5 separate regions of the Mus musculus genome follow, and all the other regions are linked to region 4. Evidence: chromatin contacts called from public Hi-C, HiChIP or PLAC-seq and capture Hi-C data. All regions are on one chromosome and are shown on one strand. Each heading gives the region's core, a stretch centred on a gene start, on an enhancer-like site or on the middle of the called end of the contact. The rest is flanking DNA. Distances are from core to core; before and after follow the strand shown. Region 1 overlaps Gm40681 (a long non-coding RNA gene). Region 2 overlaps Gm32364 (a long non-coding RNA gene). Region 3 has its middle 36 kb from the start of Gm40681. Region 4 has its middle 14 kb from the start of Gm46229. Region 5 has its middle 37 kb from the start of Gm51769.

The links. A called contact is a pair of places that touch in the nucleus more often than the background predicts. HiChIP or PLAC-seq counts read pairs in DNA pulled down with a chosen protein or histone mark. Capture Hi-C pulls out chosen DNA fragments and counts their contacts.
Region 1: a contact with region 4 is called in an H3K4me3 HiChIP or PLAC-seq map of bone marrow-derived macrophages, with 9 times the contacts expected there. The contact joins two enhancer-like sites. A contact is called at or near these places in 3 of 39 promoter capture datasets (the C10 cell line, hippocampal neurons and liver), 9 of 15 datasets of contacts at CTCF or cohesin (CD8 T cells, the NIH/3T3 cell line, embryonic stem cells and 5 more), 97 of 484 Hi-C or Micro-C datasets (the AtT-20 cell line, B cells, CD4 T cells and 58 more), 22 of 115 datasets of contacts at active chromatin or transcription factors (Th17 cells, astrocytes, bone marrow-derived dendritic cells and 18 more) and 3 of 9 other capture datasets (adipose tissue, embryonic stem cells and liver).
Region 2: a capture Hi-C map of bone marrow-derived macrophages shows a contact between it and region 4, with 7 times the contacts expected there. The contact joins two enhancer-like sites. A contact is called at or near these places in 1 of 15 datasets of contacts at CTCF or cohesin (the NIH/3T3 cell line), 1 of 484 Hi-C or Micro-C datasets (bone marrow-derived macrophages), 3 of 115 datasets of contacts at active chromatin or transcription factors (the NIH/3T3 cell line, bone marrow-derived macrophages and embryonic stem cells) and 1 of 9 other capture datasets (bone marrow-derived macrophages).
Region 3: a Hi-C map of bone marrow-derived macrophages shows a contact between it and region 4, with 24 read pairs. The contact joins two enhancer-like sites. A contact is called at or near these places in 3 of 15 datasets of contacts at CTCF or cohesin (the NIH/3T3 cell line, large pre-B cells and pro-B cells), 29 of 484 Hi-C or Micro-C datasets (the AML12 cell line, the BV-2 cell line, CD8 T cells and 20 more) and 19 of 115 datasets of contacts at active chromatin or transcription factors (the NIH/3T3 cell line, bone marrow-derived dendritic cells, bone marrow-derived macrophages and 15 more).
Region 5: an H3K4me3 HiChIP or PLAC-seq map of bone marrow-derived macrophages shows a contact between it and region 4, with 6 times the contacts expected there. The contact joins two enhancer-like sites. A contact is called at or near these places in 2 of 15 datasets of contacts at CTCF or cohesin (the NIH/3T3 cell line and embryonic stem cells), 2 of 484 Hi-C or Micro-C datasets (bone marrow-derived macrophages and cochlea) and 8 of 115 datasets of contacts at active chromatin or transcription factors (SST interneurons, VIP interneurons, bone marrow-derived macrophages and 5 more).

The regions. Positions count from the first base shown.
Region 1 is chr10:67,759,267-67,761,966 of GRCm38.p6, forward strand. All of the region lies in intron 1 of Gm40681 (a long non-coding RNA gene), which reads right to left. Among named protein-coding and RNA genes, the nearest start is that of Gm40681, 18 kb to the right of the region's middle. Within about 2 kb of position 1,360, at least 38 of the 459 cell types and tissues checked have an H3K27ac peak or open chromatin away from gene starts, as enhancers often do. A contact at or near this core is called in bone marrow-derived macrophages, where this site is marked.
Region 2 is chr10:67,594,055-67,596,754 of GRCm38.p6, forward strand. It overlaps Gm32364 (a long non-coding RNA gene), which reads left to right. Exons shown (of 10, transcript XR_003948892.1): 9 at 2-210; 10 at 360-2,547. Among named protein-coding and RNA genes, the nearest start is that of 4930563J15Rik, 23 kb to the left of the region's middle. Within about 2 kb of position 1,392, at least 17 of the 459 cell types and tissues checked have an H3K27ac peak or open chromatin away from gene starts, as enhancers often do. A contact at or near this core is called in bone marrow-derived macrophages, where this site is marked.
Region 3 is chr10:67,741,179-67,743,878 of GRCm38.p6, forward strand. No RefSeq gene overlaps it. Among named protein-coding and RNA genes, the nearest start is that of Gm40681, 36 kb to the right of the region's middle. Within about 2 kb of position 1,318, at least 17 of the 459 cell types and tissues checked have an H3K27ac peak or open chromatin away from gene starts, as enhancers often do. A contact at or near this core is called in bone marrow-derived macrophages, where this site is marked.
Region 4 is chr10:67,316,820-67,319,519 of GRCm38.p6, forward strand. No RefSeq gene overlaps it. Among named protein-coding and RNA genes, the nearest start is that of Gm46229, 14 kb to the left of the region's middle. Within about 2 kb of position 1,357, at least 33 of the 459 cell types and tissues checked have an H3K27ac peak or open chromatin away from gene starts, as enhancers often do. A contact at or near this core is called in bone marrow-derived macrophages, where this site is marked.
Region 5 is chr10:67,826,028-67,828,727 of GRCm38.p6, forward strand. No RefSeq gene overlaps it. Among named protein-coding and RNA genes, the nearest start is that of Gm51769, 37 kb to the left of the region's middle. Within about 2 kb of position 1,339, at least 1 of the 459 cell types and tissues checked has an H3K27ac peak or open chromatin away from gene starts, as enhancers often do. A contact at or near this core is called in bone marrow-derived macrophages, where this site is marked.

The sequences.
Region 1 (2,700 bases), core at 110-2,609, 440 kb after region 4:
ATGAAGACTAGAGTCAGACTTCCAGTTGACAAGGTGTCAAATGTCGCAATCAATTGTTCTGTGCCGTGGCTTTCCCTTCTGTAAGATGGACACAGTCTGTAACACCAATGCCTTGACTATAGCAGTGAGTGGCAGAGACGCCCAAGGTACACAGAACATGGCCAGCACTAAACAGTCTTCAGGATTGTTTAAGTCACTCTGTAACCAACACAGCCTTCAGACCTCTTTTTCTCTGGCCCACAGAATGGATAGACGTTGATTAGATAATGATTTATTAGGTACAGATTCAGTAGCTTGCTGTAAATGCCATTTCTCAGTGTATTATAGATAACCAGACACCATGCTACCTGAGGCTATAGCACACACTTGCAAATTCAGGAAGTGTGCATGCCTTGCTTTAATGCTAATGCCTCATTACCTAACAGGTAGGAAGGGCTAACTCTTGGTTAAGTATTTTTGAACACATACACACACAGAAAGACAGACAGGCAACACACAGACACACAAACACACAGACACACATATACACATACACATACACATACACATACACATACACATACACATACACATACATATACATATGTGTGTACATATATATATATATATATATATATATATATATATATATATATCATGCATGCACATATACACACACAGAAACACACACACATAGAGACAGAAATACACACGCACATACCCCACACACAGAGAAATATACGTGTGCACACACACACTTTGGCATAACAGCCTTTTTAATTGAGCATCTTCACGAGAAGGAGTTCACAACTGTCTGTTTCTATTAAGATTTTTCTGTTGATTGTTGGCATTTAATTTGACTATAGAATCCAAATCTATTCCTCATCAGGTTTTAAAATCCTCATTCAACTTCTCCATATAGAGAAAACACTAGTCCAAACTTGACAATAATAATAATAATAATAATAATAATAATAATAGCAAGATTCTCAATCATGTTCCATTGTTGTGGAGCCTGCTAGCATGCACACACATATGCTGGCACTTTTGTGGTGTGATTGGAGCCTCTGGTGACTTGGAATGTAAGTTCCTCAGACAATCGTTCAACCATCACGGCTTCAACCCTTTGGATCCTGAAGAGCTTTCCACAGCTCCCACATATTTCTGACTTGACGGCACTCATAGGCAGCAGCCGCCTCTGTTTTTAATTGGCCCTTTGGTGAGGATGAAGCTGGGCAGGATTAACAGTCACAGGCTGGATCCTGAAGGGGGAGATGTGTTTGGAGGATGGGGGTCACAGAAATCGAGCCTCACCTACTACATACAGCAGAAGGCCAGACACAGCCCAGGTCCACACCCAGCCTCTCCTCCTCAGGATGTTGCTCAACATCCCTTGGGGGAAGGGATGGGGGTGGAGGACAGGCAGTGGCTAATTTAACATAATCAACATGTAATAAACTCCATTTTGCTTTTAAAGTAACAAAAAGAGAAGGAAAAAAAATCCCTTAGTGTAGTTTCTAGACTTTTCAGTCGTAGCAGGAAATGGTGCCAGGGGAAGTTGAATTTGCAAGGCCCCACTCAGCTGGAACGCCTCCCACCCCCACCCCCATCTTCTCCAGATTGAAGATCTTCAATTCCAATTTCAGTATCTCTCCTTTCTCTCTCCCCCTCTTCCACCCCTCCCCCTCTTCCTTTCCTGTTTCTCCCTCTCCTTTTTCTTCCCCGTCCCCCTCCCCCCTTTTATTATGATCTTCTTGGAGTTCCAGTAAAAAGTAATAAATCCTCTCTTGGGGCAGGGGAGGGGTGCAGGATCGCATTTTGCTTGTGACCCCTGGTGATATCCTCACCTCTTAAAAAAGGGGGGGGGGTTCATGGGTCCAAGTTAGTCATCTCTGTTCCTTAGCCAGTCGGATGTATTAAGTTGTCATCTTCATAATTCTTATGTCACCAAAAACCTTCCATGGGCTCAGGAGAAGGGAGCTTCTTTCTGAGACCCTTGAGGTCATGGTAATTAAATCCAGTCAAACTCTCTGCCAGGCACAGTGCAAAATGAACTGGACTCCACATCACACAGAGAATCGGGTTTGTTATAAGAGATGTGGGTCCCGTCATGCCTCCTCCTTCCAAGTCCTAGAACACAGCTCCTTACACTATAGATCAAATCACTAAACACGGAGGTCACGAAAAGCCAAGGAAACCGTAAAAGGGAAGGGTTTCTGAACTCACTGACAACCGAAAATTAATTCCGTATCAAACCCACAAGCAAACCAAGGTGCGTCACATGATTTCGCCACAGCACACGGTTCAGAGCCCTGCTCCCAGCACGGCTCCCGGGACACATTAAGGAACACTGCACAGAATATCTCAGCTCAGGTTCAAGTCCACTCTGCTGTTTTAATGTGCATATCATTTTCTATTCTTATAGTAACATTTCCTGGCCAAACAAACAAATAAACCAACCTTAATATTTTCCCACCAGCATAACTTAGAATGTATCAAATCAGCTTGTCTTTGAGTTGTATTATGTGATAACATTTAATTCAGAAAAAAAAGAAAAAACTACTGTTCTAAGTTGCTGGCTGGCTTTAGTTTTGTGAAAACAAGTTTTCAATGAATTTTGGCTTGAGATTAGGGTACAATTGAAAACAATGTCTGAAAGGACCCTGATCATATGTCTGCCACTTTTGTAGTATGAATTTATGCGGGGTGGTATTCTCAGCA
Region 2 (2,700 bases), core at 142-2,641, 280 kb after region 4:
GGTGATCTCTTTCAGTGTTGACAGTGGGAAAAGATCCTCAGAGCCCAATAAGAAGAGTTTTCTCATTCCTGTGGAAACCATCCTGGGAAAATGATGAGACGACATCCATTGCAAAGATCCACAGTCATGACCATTGTGGAGCAAGTATTCAAACACCTTAGAGTTGGAGGCCATTCCTGACCACCTTATGTGACAAGAAGCCTATCATGGGTGAGGATGGGGGAAGGGTAGATCAGAGTAAATGCAGCAATGAGAGAGAGAGAGACAGAGAGAGAGAGAGAGAGAGAGAGAGAGAGAGAGAGAGAGAGAGAGAGAGAGAGAGAGAGAGAGAGAGAACTGATCACACTCCACTATTCTAGGTATCTATAGATGGGATCCAACACCATCCTAGGAATACTGAGAGACATAAGAGCTGGTTCAAGTTCAGGTAAACAGTGAGTCCAGATCCATGAAGAATCTTCTTTCCCAAGTGAATGAGTCAAATCAGAGCAGCAGCACCACTCTGAAGGCCAACATCAGTGAATCCAGTGGGCTGATCTGTTCACAGACACCTGCAACAAGGTCAGGTTATAGGCCCAGGCAATCATAGAGGTTTGAGAGCCAGGCTTTCTTAAGGCATCTGGGCCACCTCACAGTGGGTCAGATAGTTCGCAAGTGCCCTGAAGAAGATCAGTGGGGGATGGACAGAGTCCATGCCATTCACTAGTAGAGGGTCCTAAGACCCAAGTGGCATATTGGTGTTAGGAGATCTGTGAGTTCTGGTATGGCAAGTGAATTTGGAAGCCTAGGAGGTGCTGGACCACCAGACCTGACTCAGAGCTTCAACCCTTCATTCAGCAAAGAGTCTGCCTGAATGAGTGGCACACTTTTTCAAATGATACCAGCTACCCACCAGGAAGTATATGCATGTGTGCATGCCCTCATTCACCTGTGTGTATATATGAGGCATTTATATAGAAATGCATATAAGTATATATAGTTCATACAATAACATAACTTATATTCTGTGTTATAAAAGTATACACGTTTAGATACTAATACCTCTCATGCCTGCATTTCTCCAGTTTGTAGAAGCACGTGGTCTTGTTCATTTGTTTTACACAGTTCTTTTTCACTCATGAAACCTATTATTATGGGACAGACACATTTACATGTTTCTTACCCAAATAAGCCACTTTATTTTGTGAAATTTGGAAATATTCTTTGTTTAACGTTGTTCATCCAGCCTGATTTTTCCTTCCAGTTCACAGGGTTTCTTGTCATATTTTCAGGAGAAAACTTTATAAAGGAAACTTGAGCAAATAAAGGAAATGAAAACCCCAATGGCAATTGTGTAAGAATAGAATTATATCATTACTCATGAAATATTCTTTCCTATAAACAAAATGAGGAACCAGACTAAGAAGTCTTGAGTGCATGTAAATGTGCTGAAGTGTTGGAAACTTCAGCCATAAGAACGCCACCCATCACTGCTTATGTTTAGGAGGCATCGTCTTCTCATTCTACACATTCACTGGAGGTTTTAAGACGTGACATAAGAGTAGGCTTTGCACTTTGTGGCTTCTAAACTCAGTGTCAACAGCAAGAGGTAGATGGAAATACCTCATAGGAGTGACAGTCTTATCACAGGTTGAATAAGGGAGAGTAGAGGGATTGGGTAGGCCTCATGGCAAGGCATTGTATATGATCTGTCCCATTGTAAGTTTGACCAGATGTCTCAGTGGAAGACACACATTCCTTAGCTGTAAGAGGGCTGGGATCCCCTTTCTAGGTATTGTATATAGCCTACTGGTACAATTTGCAGCTACCTCGAATGGGTATATTAGCCCCTTGTTGCATCAGCTGTGGCTACATCAAGGTACGGCATCTCCTGACACTGAGTCCTACCAGTTGCCCTTCTCTCTGATAGGGCCTTCTGAGTACACGCAGTTAGTAAACCTCTACACACACAAATCTCCACACCTCGGTTTTCAGGGCACCTACCAGACTGAAGCGACTGTCTAGCTATGCAGACAGAGAACAATGTTCATAGCTAGACTGGAACATTGGGTTGAATACTAAGCAAACTGAGGCAGAAGTGTAGAAAGGACTCACTGTGTTGGGTGAAAGGACAAAGTTTGAGGGTCAAAGGGCAGGTTGAAGAGAGGGGTAATAAGCACAAAGGCAGGAACAGCTCATTTATGTAAAATTATCCTAACGTCCTTCCTGGTTTTCTTGGAGACAGCTCTGCAAATAATGGAAGAAAACATACTTATTGTGAACTGTCTCTGCACATGCAAGCACCATCACGGTGGACCACATCCTTAGTTTTACTCAAGAATCAAGAAGTTGAGCAGACTGTCTATCTGAGCAACCTCCACATACATTTTCCAAACAGCTGCTAGAGGCTAGTGCTACCAGCTCTTTCTCAGCAATATTTGCTCCACTTAGTGGGGAGTCTACTATGTAGTAAGAGTAGGTAGGTTACTTCAAATCACAACTCAGCTGGATGGGAAGATGAAGACACCAAGGGTTGGCTAGAACAAGGGACTTACCTAGGGAGGAAAGGGTGGAGATGCTATTTGAGTCCACATTTCTCTAGCTTGGAAGCTCCGGCCATGCAGGTCAGATGAGCTGGTCTCAAGGAGCCCATGATCTGGGCCTCGTGCTCTGGGGACCTGACTCACAGGCCTGTGTAGTGACCAAAACATGTGCTTATTA
Region 3 (2,700 bases), core at 68-2,567, 420 kb after region 4:
CCACCCTCCAAGTAACATAAGTCTCTTTCTTGTCAGCTCATTTAGCTGCACATAAAGCTTTCTGAAATAGACTGCACCCCATCTTTCTTAAAAACATTTGAACTTTGTATGGGGAGGTGCAGGAGAGCAGAAAGAGGTCTTTTTCTTAAGTCTGGGGGTAGCAAGTGAAACCAGCAAAGACCTAGACTTCCTGGGTCTACTGAACTGTGTATAATTTCAGATCTTTTGGGCATGTTGCTTTCTGGAGCAATAAGTAACCTGTTTGGTAAGACGTGACCATGTGACTCTGCCTAGGACTATCCCGAAGGGAAGCAGAGGCCAGAGCTAGGAAGTTAGGAAGAGACAGAGGGCCCTTGCTTTGGTCTTTCTCTTGGTTCTGGTTCATGTTCTGCTCTTTATCAGAATACAGAGGTTGTGTAAGTCGGGAACAATGGAGGTTTATTGGGGCTGGAGACTGGGGAGCAGGTTTGAGGGGTAAGAGCATCTGCATCTGGCAAGGGCTTTCTTGCTTTGTCATCATTTTGTGGAAGGAGTTTCAGAGAGACTTCACCTACCTACCCTGAATGTGCAGTGTCTGAGGATTGATCTGGTGAAACTGAGCTACGCATCAACATAGGCATAAATGTTCATCCCTCCCTCCCTCCTGACGGTGGATGTGGCGGGGGGGGGGGGGGGGGGGGTGTATGTGGGAGGGACCAGCCAGCCCACACTCCTGCTGCTTTGCCTCTGCAGCCTTAATGGGCTGCACTTTTACCTGCTGCAGAAACAGACCCTTCCTCCCTTAAGCCGCTTGTGCTGGATACTTTGTTACAAGAACAAGGAAAGTAGCCAGCGCTCACCCCTTCTCCCATTCAGATTTACTTAAGACACAGGAAAAGGAGAATTTATCAAGTTCACCCCCTCAGTGTCTTGACAAGAGTCTCATTCCAATAGGGGGTCAGAGCCAAGATGTCTTAAATGGTTGGGATTTCAGACCCATCCGGTTACTGTGGCTGTATCCAAATTAGAGAATATAAAATAAAGGAAGGTAAAAATAAGAAAAGAAAAAAAATACAATGGAAGTCACATCTCTAAAACATCGGGACATCTATACTCTGTGGACCTTGCTCCTCACACATTTGGCAGAAGTTGAGAATCAAAACAACAACAAAACCAACAAAATAAAAAACCACCCACTGTCTCAAGAGGCCTCCAGCAGGAACTTACAAGGCAAAACGCTTTAGTTGTAGACATGAAATTGCTGGAAGAGTCGGGAACGGGGTGAGCTGGTCAGGAAACATCGACTTCCTGTGAATGGTCAGGAAACATCGACTTCCTGTGAATGCTCCCATGGCCTTCCACTCTGGCCAGCTCCAACTGCTCAAAACTCGCAGACAGCAGAACTCTTCCCAAGGCAGCTCCTTTGGCTCTGCCAGCTCCCAGTTGCTGTGACTACAGCTTCCCTTGCCCGTTAGGAACCCATTCCGGTAGGGGTTGTTAAAACAGACCAGGGAGAAGGACTTCGGTGGGAAACGTGAAGTTCTGCAGCAACTGCAGATTTGCGAGCTTAAGATGAAGACGGAATCTTTGGCTGTCTGGCACAAAGATGGCTTTGGAGTTGATTTTAGTGGCTTCAATGAAACAGACACTGAGGGTGATAGATGTCTTTCGTCACCGTGGCATAAAAACATTGCTAACTACCTCTACTCCGATGAAAGCCCTCCCCTGATGTTTGATGTAAGAAGGTAGATTAGTATGCGGAGTCCATTAACCACAGCCACCAATTCCAGCGTAAATCAGGCTGACCTCCTAAATTAAAGATGAGAGAAAGCAACTGTGACAGGAAGCCATGTTGAGATGCCTGTCTTCCGGAGAAAGGGGAAGTATGTTTTCTCGAGCTAGCCCACACAGAATCCAATATTTACTATGATTGCTGAGAAGACAGAAAGGTGCTCAGAGATGACTCCTGCTTCACAGCTTCGCCAACCTTCAAATGAGTCACTCTAAGCCTATGGAAATGAGGATAGGAAAATGGATCTTTGGTTCCACTGAGTCATGAATGGGGTGGGGGGTGGGGCGGCGAGGAGCAAGATGTAAATGTATGGGTTAGGCTGGCAAAAGTTTCCAGACTGTTTTCAACCAGGGGAACTCGGATTAAGGACTGCTGACCTGGAGACCAGCTTGCATTTTAGACCTTTGGCTCCAGAAGCCAGCAAGCAGTACCACATTGAAGCAGAATTGGCTGTGTGGGTGGCAGAGGTCTGAGACGCCAAGACTCCCAAGATTAGAACCATGGGAAGGTCTTAGGGCATGGGGTCAGGAGGCAGAGGGGAGCCCTGGTTGGGTCTATGGGGCAGGACCCTCAGCAGTTGCTGACTCTGATGTGGAAAACCAAGGAGAAATACTTTTGCTCCTTCACACCAGCCGGTCACTCTCTGCTGCCTTCCATTGGCTGCGCCCAAGCAGATGCTGCCCCATAGGAACCCTGGAAAGGCAGCCTGCAGGAGACACCACCCCCTCCCCAAGTGAGAGAGCAGGGCAGGAGAAGGGTAAGAAACTGACCTGGGGACAGGCAGACACAGGCCAGGCCCATCGAACATGCTGGGATCATTTTCTACCTTTACCGCAATGACCTCACCTCACCCGAGGCCAGACCGTGACAAATCAATTGCAAGCCGCAAAAGCTGGCTGGTGGGGACTCCCGGGTGAATCTCTGCCTCA
Region 4 (2,700 bases), core at 107-2,606:
TTATGATTCGTGCCTGGTGTTGGACTTTTGCTATTTACTTGCTTTTGCCAAGAACAGCCTAGCTGAGTTGGCGCTCTGTCTTCTTTGCTGTCCCGACCACTTTCTTATAGCCAGGTCTGCACCTATCCCATCCCTTCTGCGGAGAATCCAAGATCTCAAGATCTCAGTGTGAGTGTTACTGCTGTTACTGCTGCTGCTGGGGTTTTTTGTTTTTTGTTTTGTTTTTGTTTTTGTTTTGTGTTTTGTTTAGCCATTTAGACCTTTTATTGTATAAAACTTGGAGATACGTGTACACGTTTATGCATAAACATATGTCACATGCACACAGATGTGCACATGAATTTATGACATACACCCACGCACAGATTTGCACACACATGTAACATACTCATTTAGAGAGCCCACTTTCCACCTCCAAGGCCAGCACACATCTGAAGGGTCCTTTCTTGCTTACCTCATTTCACAGTCATGTGTGCCATCTTCTGTGATGGCACCATGGCTTTCAGAAATGTAAGCGAGCTGGGCAGTGGTGGCGCACGCCTTTAATCCCAGCACTTGGGAAGCAGAGGCAGGCAGATTTCTGAGTTCGAGGCCAGCCTGGTCTACAGAGTGAGTTCCAGGACAGCCAGGGCTACACAGAGAAACCCTGTCTCAGAAAAAGAAAGAAAGAAAGAAAGAAAGAAAGAAAGAAAGAAAGAAAGAAAGAAAGAAAGAAAGAAAGAAAGAAAGGAAGGAAGGAAGGAAGGAAGAAAGGTAGGTAAGCGAAGGTTCACAGGACTCTGTATTTGGAAGACAGGAGACAGTTTTGGGGTTTGTTTGATGTATGGAGCCTTTATTATTATTAATTATTATTTAGATAAAGGCTTTCTGTATAACCTGGGCTAGTCTCTAACTCAGTCTCCCTACAGGTGTGTGCCAGCAAACCTGGCTCAGACAGCTCCTCCCAAAGAGCTTGCTTTGCATCCTAGACCAAATAGTGCAGACAGCATCTTCCACCCACTTACCGAAACTGCCAAATATTGACCATTTCCAGGACAATGTTCTTTCTGCATGAAGGACTTTATATCTGAAGCAGTTCTCACACGATTTCGCAAAAGAACTGGATGCGGATTTAGTGGGACAAACTTTAAGTATAATGGCAGGTCGTGCATTCCCGGGACTCCAGCACAAAGGGGAGAGAGCCTTAGTTTCTGTCTCCTAGGAATCAGCCACTTTCAGTGTTTCCTTCAGCAGGATACAGATCAGGAGGAAGGGGGAGGGGCCAGCGCTCAGGTTCTGGCGCCTGTGCAGCCGGCCCTTTAAGGCGAAGGCACTCTCCAGTCCAGTCACTCACTGGGTTTTGAGACTCCTCTCCCCGCTCCAACCCACACTTCCCCTTCTAAGCTGTGCCATCCTCAAAGCCTTCATTTTCCACAGCGTCTTCACTGACAGGGCCTCCCGTGATCATACTTCTTTTTCTGCCTTTCACTACTTTGCCAGCTCCATCGTGTGTGTGTGTGTGTGTGTGTGTGTGTGTGTGTGTGTGTGTGTGGCGCGCGCGCGCGCGCGTGCTCTGGGGTGCAACCACCGTTGGACTAAGGTGCATCTTGCAGAGGATGCCCAAACCGCTGTAGGTTTTTGGGAAGAGCAATTTTATGGCCAGCAGGGCCTTGTTACACACCTCCAGTTATGCCAGGGAGGTGTTTGCTGGCCTTCCTACACAGAAGTCTGGCACTTCGCTGAGTTCACCGACCTGCAAAGAGCTTCATCCAGAACGCAGCCCTGCCAGAGATTTCCCCCTCCATTTACTCTCTGCTGGTGGTAGACCGACACCCCAAAACCACAGTTAGTTTTATGACATGGCAGTGCCAGGCTACAAGACTTTGTCTCTCCTTATAGGGAACCTGACTCTCTGCTTCATCGTAGGCTTGATTAAAATGGGAGAAGGACTATTTTACCTCACCACAGAGAGAAGTAACTAAAAAAGTAGCCTGCTAGGCAAAGTCTCATTTTCATACAGGTCCCATTTTCCATCCTACAGCGCAGGATGCCGGTGCTGTTGGCTGACACCGACACCCACTGTTGCAAAGGAAATGTCCTAAGTGGCTGGGGTGGGTGAGGCGCTTACCACAGCCGAGGCAGGTTTTACTTCATGGAAGCATTATTCGCACTCTATGTTTAATTAGACTATGCCTTCATTTGTGCAGACATAAGCACACGCGTGCAGGCGTGTGCAGGTGTGCTGACCCGAGCACGGACACCTGGAGATCAGAAGCGGACCCTGGTGTCTTCCTCCCTCCCTCCCTTCCTCGACCCTAAGTTACTTAGTCATTCTTTGAAAAGTTTATTTATGTGTGTGCATATGTGCATGCTCGTTTGTGTGCTCGCCCTGTGTGTTCAGTGCACACAGAGACCAGAAGAGGGCATCGGATCCCCTGGAACTGGAGTTAGAGACACTTGTCAGCTGAACAGTGTTGGGAATCACCTGGTCCCCTGCAGGGACAGCAGGTGCTCTAAGCCACCAAGCCATCTCTATAACCCCTCTTCTCTCTCTCCTTCCTTCCTTTTTTTTATTTAGATATTTTTATTTATTTGTGTGTGGGGGTTAGCGGGTGCATCTGGGCAGGTGCATGCACACATGCATTATCTGGAAGACAAAGGACAGCTTTGGGGTGGGGGGCTCAGTTCTTATCTTGCACCATATGCTTGCTGCCTGGGGAG
Region 5 (2,700 bases), core at 89-2,588, 510 kb after region 4:
CCATCCACATTCCTTCGTGTCACCCCCTGATCTGTACTATATTTACTTAAAATCCAGTATGGGTAACAACAACAAAAGGATTGGACATTGTCTTACCCTGTCAGGGTTTCCATGGGTGTGAGCAGACACCATGACCAAGGCAGCTCTTATAAGGACAACATTTCACTGGGACTGGCTTACAGGTTCAGAAGTTCAGTCCATTATTATCAAGGTGGTAACATGGCAGCCTCTGGGCAGGCATGGTGTGGGAGGAGCTGAGAGTTCTACATCTTCATCTGAAGGCTGCTAGGAGAAGACTAACTCCCAGGCAGCTAGGAGGAAGGTCTCTCAAAGCCTACCCACACAGTGACACACTTCCTCCAACAAGGATACATCTATTCCAACAAGGCCACACCTCCTAATAGTGCCCCTCCCTGGTGCCAAGCATATACAAACCACCACAGACACCCATCCAACAAAAACAAGACCAAATATATCAAGAAACACCTCAGACACCATAACTCCAGATGCTTAGATCCCAGTGCAAAAAATCACAAACATGAGCAGTCAAGATAAGACACCTCCTCCAGAAGCCATCAATCATAATGCAATAGCCAAAGCATAGACAAGGACTTCAAAATTACAATTGAATATGTTGCAGGTTCTTTAAAGAGGATGTGAATAAAAGTCTTAATGAAGACTGAAAATACAAAAGGCATAAAATTGGAATTTAACAACAACAACAACAAGAAATAAGAATAAATCATAAAATGAAAAACATAAGATTCAAGTCATAGTGGCGGTTTCTTGGAAGGGTGTCTGGGCTGAAGGTTGTGAAGATGAGCAGACTCAGTTCCTCCATCTGCTGTGTGTTGCTCTGCATTCTTCAAGCATCCCCTTGCCCATAGGTTGCCTGTTGAAAACAACTAGAAAACCAACCACTTAACAAAGTAAGCTGAACGAGACAAGGGTAGAAGACTACGCGTATACAAAGAAAATGAAAAAAAAACAAAAACAAAAACAAAAAACAAACCAGGGAAAACATACTTGGTTTGTGAACATATTTGTATTTTATCACAACAAAATACCAGGAGCTTATGTGAATGCTATTAGAACAAAATTCCAGAAGCTTAAGGATGTAAGCAGCAGAAACTGGCTCTCACGGTTCTGGAAAGCACTGGGCCCACACTCTCCCTAGTAGACTGAGGGAAGCCTGATTATGGTCTCTTTCCTGCCCCTGGGAGGCATAACCACTGGTTTGCTCATAGGAGAAGAGGCAAGGCATTCTTAGGTCTCTCTGTACCCTTTCCTCTTCATGTCTGACTCTGAGTTCACACTTCTTTTGAATCAGGATGCCTACCACACTGGGTCACATGCTAATGATGTCATCCTTGCTTTATTACTTCCAAGTCAAGTCCCATTCTGGGGCAATGACTGCTAAGATCTCACTCAGCATGTGGACCTGAGGAAACACAGCTCTACTCATGACAGAAAGCCCCTGCGATGGTCCTGGGAGACTGATTATCCTGTTGACCTGGCATTAGCAGATGCCATGTGGAGGCTTTCCTCAGAATGATAGCTTTTCCGCAGGCCCCTGTGCAATGCTTCTCAGCCTTACCTGCTTGATGAGCTGCAGGCCAGGGAGAGATCCCTTCTCAAAGATACTTGGTGTTCCTCAGGATGACAGCCATGGTTGTCCTATCTCTACAGGCATATAAACACATGCACATGTACTTACACACAGAGAAACACACACACACACACACACACACACACACACACACACACACACACACTAAAAATGGAGACCATGGCATATAACAGGCACATATTGAATCAGGAAGCCTGAAGCTAGCTTCTTGGCAGTGGTGGTTCTGCTTCTGGTAAACTTTCTCTCTCTCTCTCTCTCTCTCTCTCTCTCTCTCTCTCTCTCTCTCTCTCTCTCTCTCTCTCTCCACATCTCCACATCAGGAAAGGCACATCTCTGAAGCTTAGCCACTTACACGCCATTTCCTTTCTTGTGCTACTGATAACTGCATTTGTGGAAACGGAAGGAGTCCTTGGAGGTTGATTCAACATGTGCGTATCTCTAGAATTTTACTTTGTAACCAAACAATACGTTCCTCTGAAGAGAGCATTGCTGCATGCAGAGACAAGGTAATTTAAAAATCATGTTCAACTTATATTTATAATAGAAGATAAGGGAATGTTTTCCTTCTGGATGAGAGAGAGAGAGAGAGAGAGAGAGAGAGAGAGAGAGAGAGAGAGAGAGAGAGAGAGAGAGAGACCTGGCCATCAGGATAACACGTGTGAAGATTTAGGAACAAACCATGAAGTTGGTTGATACAGCCACACTATGGATGCTGCAAGACATGCTTATACATGTCCAAACACGCATACACACATCCCTGCATACCGTACACTACACACTTAGAAACTTTACCAAGGCAAGCAGAGATCATAGGCGAAAAAGATCCAAGAAGCTCGGACCTGCAGTGAACATCAGGATCTGTTACTGTCTTGGATGGTGTACCTTTCCTTGCCTCCTCCCAGATCCTCCCCACCCACCCAATTCTGAGCCTCCTTTCTCTATCAGAAAACAAACAGGCATCATGCCCTGCCTCCCACAAAAAGAAAAATAAAAATAAATAAAAAGCACAAGACACATGCACATGCATGCAGCATATGTGTGTGTGCACACACACCTTAAAAACAAGAAAC